Regions from separate parts of the Mus musculus genome. Here region 1 is linked to region 2. Evidence: chromatin contacts called from public Hi-C data. All regions are on one chromosome and are shown on one strand. Each heading gives the region's core, a stretch centred on a gene start, on an enhancer-like site or on the middle of the called end of the contact. The rest is flanking DNA. Distances are from core to core; before and after follow the strand shown. Region 1 overlaps Akap6 (A kinase (PRKA) anchor protein 6). Region 2 overlaps Akap6 (A kinase (PRKA) anchor protein 6).

Region 1 (2,862 bases), core at 263-2,762, 69 kb after region 2:
TGAAAGTTTTTGGTTTCCCGCTAAAAAGTGACATTGAGAAATTCCTTTATAGCTTTCTTGTCTTGGTTTGTTTTATTTTAGTAGGAATGATATAGTTTAAGGTAGGGAGATCGCACAGCAGGTAAGAGAGCTTAGCTATACAAGTATTGAGGACTAAGTTCAGATTGCCAGAACCGTGTAAAAAGCTAACTATGCTCACACATGAACACCTGTCACCTCAGAGTCTATATGGCTGTCGGGTGTCATTAGGGCTTGCTGGCCCAGCCTAGCTCCAGGTCCATTGGGAGACCCCGCCTCGAGGGAATAAGGCAGAACATCACAGAGCAGAGCACCAGATATCCGTCCCTGGTTGTGCTCATGTAACTTCGCATGCACATGAGCATACACACACACACACACACACACACACACACACACACACACTCAAAATGGAATGATAAACTTGGACCAATGTAGTCAACTGGGCTGATAAAGCTCCTTGTGATGTGTTTGGGGAGGGTGTGAAGGCATGCGTGTGTGCACACGCCTGCATGGGCTTGTGGGAGGCTAATCTCAGGTGTCCTTACTCAGTTGCTGCACACCTTCAGACAGGTCTTTCCATTGGCTTCAGTCAGTACAGCCTCCTCAATTCTGGGATCACTAGCATGTACTGCCACACCCGCCACACCCGTGATTTTCTGTAGGCTCTGGGGATCGAACTCAAGACCTCCCGCTTCCAAGGCAAATGTTATACTGACTGAGCCATCTCTCCAGCTTATTTTTCCCTTCCTTTTCCTCTTGCCTCTTTCTTTTCCTTCCTTCCCTCACCCCTCTATACCATCCTGCCCCCTTTCTTACTTTTTCCCTAGATACTGAGGTTTGAATTTGGAGCCTTGTTCATGCCAGACAAGCGCTGAATTAACTGAGCGATGTGCCCAGCACCAGGAAGCTTCTCTGATTCCGGAATCTCTAATGAAGTATTACTATGTTTCATTTCTAATAACCCAAGCTGAGAAAACCACAAATGAAAAAAAAGAGAGAGCTTGATTATTATCTTTTTTCTCAGCTGTCTAACAATCTGGCAATGAAAACCTCATTTGACGGAGAAAGGCTTCCTATCTGCAAACAGATCAGACTTGGGAAACACTGCAACAGACAACCCAGCCCCCACCCCATGCTTTGTGTAGGTCAAAAATTACGTTAACTGTTAGCTGGTTTGCACGATTCTCAAGACTCTCTTTTAGGCTGGCTGCTACATGAGAAAATACGGTGTGTTGTTGAGTTCTCCATTTTGATATACTCAAAGCTGGTAAGTAGAAAACACAAGCTTCCTACTTCCCACAAATCCATTCTGGGAGCTGAATAATTTATTACCCTCTCAGGAAAAAGGACCCTGCTGTCAGGGTTCCAGCTTCTACTTTCTGCTCCCTCCCATGATCCTCCTCTCTTCTTCATCTCCTGGGGAGCTGCAACAGAGGACGCTGCTTTCTTGGCATGCTCTTGTTTATTTGTGGGCGTGTGGACTGGTATCTAGGAAACTTTCCAAGGAGCACAGTCATGCACGGTATGGAAACCACATGCATACACCACACCCTGCTCCCCGCACAGCAGCGTCTCTGGAGAAGTTTCTGTTGACTAAATCTCTTCTGTATCTCCTGGCTGTCCTCTAGATGTGGTCCCGATTGCTTTTTGTTGTTCGTGGTGTTTGTGTTGATTTTTACATACTTTTCTGTTTATAAAGTAACACGTGAAATATCTATGTCTATCTCACCATCCTGTCCAGTAGGGTAGCGTCTGGTCACATGCGATTATTTAAATTTAAATTAATTAAAATGAACTTAAACTAACAAAAACTCAGTTACATGCTCAAACACAGTAAGGGTAGAGCGTGTCGGACTGGACTGGAAAGCCCAGAGAACGGCTTCTGCCCAGGGGAGGAGCCACACTGTAGAGCAGGCTAACTTACCTTCTCTCCATAGTTCTACTGTATCATACAGGGTCCTTTGCTCTTACTATAAGTGCTCCATTGTGTTCTACTGCTTGGATGGTCCTTAATTCACTTATCTACGGATAAATATATAGATTGCTTCTATTTTCCCTGTTTTGAAAACAATTTGACTCTTTTTTTTGCATATTTGCCTTCGTATACTTATCTAAATGTTGAAAATTGGAATTGGTCTACATTGTCCAATTTTGGTTCATATTTCCAAGCTACCCTTTAGCAACTGTATCAAATGACTGTAATTCCTTTGGCCTGCTGTGAGTCACTGAACTTTGCCATTTAAACTAGAGCCATTAGAATACTTACCCTGTCCCTTACTGGGTAATCACGAGATACAAGTAATATAAACATACTAATACTTTAAAAATAAAACATCAAGGCCATGTATGGTATTTATATTAATTTGTATGATAGTTGTAAGGACAGGGGTGGGAACCACGAATATGTTGTTATCTAGTTTAACACAAAAGAAAGAATAGTTGTGGAGATCGGGGTAAGATTGCGGCCCAGGAGATTTCCTTATGGGGTAGAGCCTGTGGCTCCAGAATCATTGTGATTGTAGGCATAGGCATTTGCTAATAGGAAGGCAGAACTCTCCAAGGACACTGAGAGAAGTGAGGTGACTTTGGTTTTGGTGTTAGAATGGAGAGAATGAGATGACAGACCATCCAACTATTCTGTTCTTTCTATACACAACACAAGACTCCAGAGACATGAAATGAACTAGTGGGGCTCATTCCTAGCAGGTGGTGGAACCCAATACCCCGACTTCTTACTGTCTAGTCGGGGTCTCCTTTAGGGTCCCCCTCCCACCACCCCACCCCCATTTTGAAGGGTACAGTCAGGAGATGATTTTACTGTCTTGAACGTGAAAGTCATGC
Region 2 (2,826 bases), core at 229-2,728:
ATGACTCGTTTTATGAAACCTACAGTTTCCTATATATCCTAAAACTGAAACAAAATACCTAAATTTGTCCACTCTCTAGGAAATCCAGTACTGGTGGTATTATGATGGAGTTAAGTTACAAGACGTTAAACTTATAGAAGTTTAACAAGAAATGTTTGAAAACAGATTACTGTGTACAATTCTGCTCGTCAATTCAATCGATGCTCCTAACCCTGACCGGCGCTCCTGGGGATGGGAGGTATGCAAGCTTTGCCTTTTCTGACTGACTCCCTTAGGCCTCACATTGTCAGAGCGTCTTCAAGGACGGAATATGATTCTAGTTCAAACATGGCTCCAATACAAGCTAACCTTTTCGTATGACCTAACCCAAGGAGGAGTCATTGTCTGCCCCAACACAATGGGAAAAGGATATTATTGAGAGACTAGGTATTAGCCTCTAACATGGTATGTTCCTACTGTGTTTTGAGAATGACGTCCAGCATGAGAGTGTTAGCATCCCTGCTGCCTTGGGTGACCTGCGGTTTCTCACTCCCCAGTGGATTGTCATTCCACACATTCTCCACCAAACAAGCTGCTCTTTTCTTCTTCTTCTTCTTCTTCTTCTTCTTCTTCTTCTTCTTCTTCTTCTTCTTCTTCTTCTTCTTCTTCTTCTTCTTCTTCTTCTTCTTCTTCTTCTTCTCCTCCTCCTCCTCCTCCTCCTCCTCCTCCTCCTCCTCCCTTTTCTTCTTCTTCTTCTCTCTTTTTTTTTTTTTTTTGGCCTGTCACCAGAAATGGGCTGGTGATTCCTGATTAGAAAACAGCCTCTAGCAATGTGCTCAGTGCTAGAATTCAGAGAACTGTCCAGTGTTTAATACCTCCTAACTGAAAACTTAGGTTTGGGGCAGTGGCAGGAAGGAACAAAATCCACTAATTTAAGAAAGCAGGTTATAGGCCCAAGACTGTGCTCTTTTCCTGGTAGAATAGCAGGGAAAGGGCCTGATTTCTCTACCAGGCTAATTTACCAGAGGGATAGGTGAATTCTCCAGGGTAAGGCTCTGGGTTTTGTGTTGTCCTTGTTTGCAAAGGATTGGGAATTAAAAAAAAAATCTCTCTGTATATTTTTATGGGAGAGTAGAGAGTGAAATCTAGAAGTCATGAGTTTCTTGTTCATGGTTTGCTACTACAGTTTAACTACAGGAGGGGAGGAGCAAGGGGTAGCCTATATTAGCTGCTCAGGGGTCAACATCAGAAGGTTTTGGTAATCAATGTGACATTGGACTTCCACTGAGTTTTAAGGGTGTGAAATGATTCATTTACGTTGAAAAATATGTGGTAAAGAATTTGGGTTTCCTGGCCTCGGGCCGCATTCCTTGTGCTATTACAGTGTCTCTGATGAACTGGTTCATCGGAACTGGTTCGGCATGTTCTGTGGTAGGGCAGCCCTGCCTCTCAGCGAGCTTCCCGAAGCAAGGAGAACAAAGAACACTTATTGTTGCTGGCTCTGATCTCAGGGAGAGTGACTGCCGCCACCGACAAAGTGCCCGGAGCCTAAGCTCTGCAGACACCCAGCTTGCATGTGTGGGAATGGGGAGGGATTCGGATGAGCAAGTTAGGATGGAGGAAGACATGTGGGGGAAGCTTACGGTGAAACCTGCAATTGTAAAAATTGATCTCATTGATGGTAATGATGACCTATAAAATTAGTGGGAGTTTTATGAGTATCCTAGCCCTTGATCTGATTGGCACCAGGGACAACAGGCAGTGGATTTGACATGGCAGTAGTTGTAGCCATCGGTCCCCACAAGTGCTGCTCTGGTCTTGCTTTGAGCTCACTTGTATCAAGACACTCCGGAGGTCTTCACCACACCCCGCAAAGAAACTTGGGCCTAAGAAAGCATTTTTCTCTGTGTGTAACAATAGCAGCAGCCATTATTTAGATTGAAAACACTTATTGAAAGGGAGAGGTATGGCTTCCCTAATAATATTAAAGGAAGAACCTCTAACTCTGGAAGATTAAAGAGAAAGAGGAACCACAGTTATTTGCACACCAATTCTGACTCAAGCTGTGAAGCCAGAATTCAACCAAAGGTCTTAAAAAGAGAGAGACCTTCTCCTCTTCCTTTTAACCACATTGATCAGAATGGCAGGTCTACTTCATGAAGATGATCATTTTTTTTTGCTTAAAATTTGCAAATCCTAAAAAATGACTTAACTTAATTGAAACACAAGAAACATCCATGTTTACGGTCCATGTTGTTAGCAGTGACCAGGGCTGGGGTAAACATTTCCAGATTCTTGGCCACTTGTTCAAAGAATTAAAATAAGGGTTCACATAGATTTAAAGGTAGCAAGGAAAAATATCAAGAGCCCAAGGAAATTAGAGGCAAGAAATACATGGTCAAGAGTGACATTAGGCCACATGGTGGGTGAGTGGGTGGGCAGGCAGCATGGGGAGTGAGGATGCTCAAAGGCTCCAGATATTTGGGGTTCTCTTTCATGGGTTTCAAGAGGAGGAGTTCGGTTGCTCTGATGAATAGTTTTGTCAACTTGACATAAACCAGAGTCACTTGGGAAGAGGGAACCTCAACTGAAGAGTTGCCTTTATTAGATTAGCCTGTCTGTGGGGCATTTTCTTGATTAGTTATTGGTTGGGATTGGTGCCGCTGCTGGGCAGGTGGTCCTGGGTTGTGTGTGAAATCAAACTGAGCAAGTCATGGAGCAATGGGGCAAACCAGGTTCTACCACTGTCTTTGCTCCAGTTCCTTACTCCAGGTTCATGCCCTAGCTTCCCTCTATTGACTGTAGTCTTCCAGCAAAATTAAGCACTGTCCTCTCCAAGTTGGTTTT

Evidence for each region. Hi-C and Micro-C count contacts between places; a contact is called where the count stands out from the background.
Region 1: a contact with region 2 is called in a Hi-C map of epidermal suprabasal cells, with 2.3 times the contacts expected there. The contact joins two enhancer-like sites. A contact is called at or near these places in 1 of 39 promoter capture datasets (the 3T3-L1 cell line), 4 of 484 Hi-C or Micro-C datasets (the 3T3-L1 cell line, bone marrow-derived macrophages, epidermal suprabasal cells and 1 more) and 1 of 115 datasets of contacts at active chromatin or transcription factors (the SCID.adh cell line).

The regions. Positions count from the first base shown.
Region 1 is chr12:52,817,304-52,820,165 of GRCm38.p6, forward strand. All of the region lies in intron 2 of Akap6 (A kinase (PRKA) anchor protein 6), which reads left to right. Gm51971 (a long non-coding RNA gene) reads left to right here. Exons shown (of 2, transcript XR_003950181.1): 1 at 1-1,288. Among named protein-coding and RNA genes, the nearest start is that of Gm51971, 20 kb to the left of the region's middle. Within about 2 kb of position 1,513, at least 106 of the 459 cell types and tissues checked have an H3K27ac peak or open chromatin away from gene starts, as enhancers often do. A contact at or near this core is called in epidermal suprabasal cells, where this site is marked.
Region 2 is chr12:52,748,778-52,751,603 of GRCm38.p6, forward strand. All of the region lies in intron 1 of Akap6 (A kinase (PRKA) anchor protein 6), which reads left to right. Among named protein-coding and RNA genes, the nearest start is that of Gm51971, 49 kb to the right of the region's middle. Within about 2 kb of position 1,479, at least 33 of the 459 cell types and tissues checked have an H3K27ac peak or open chromatin away from gene starts, as enhancers often do. A contact at or near this core is called in epidermal suprabasal cells, where this site is marked.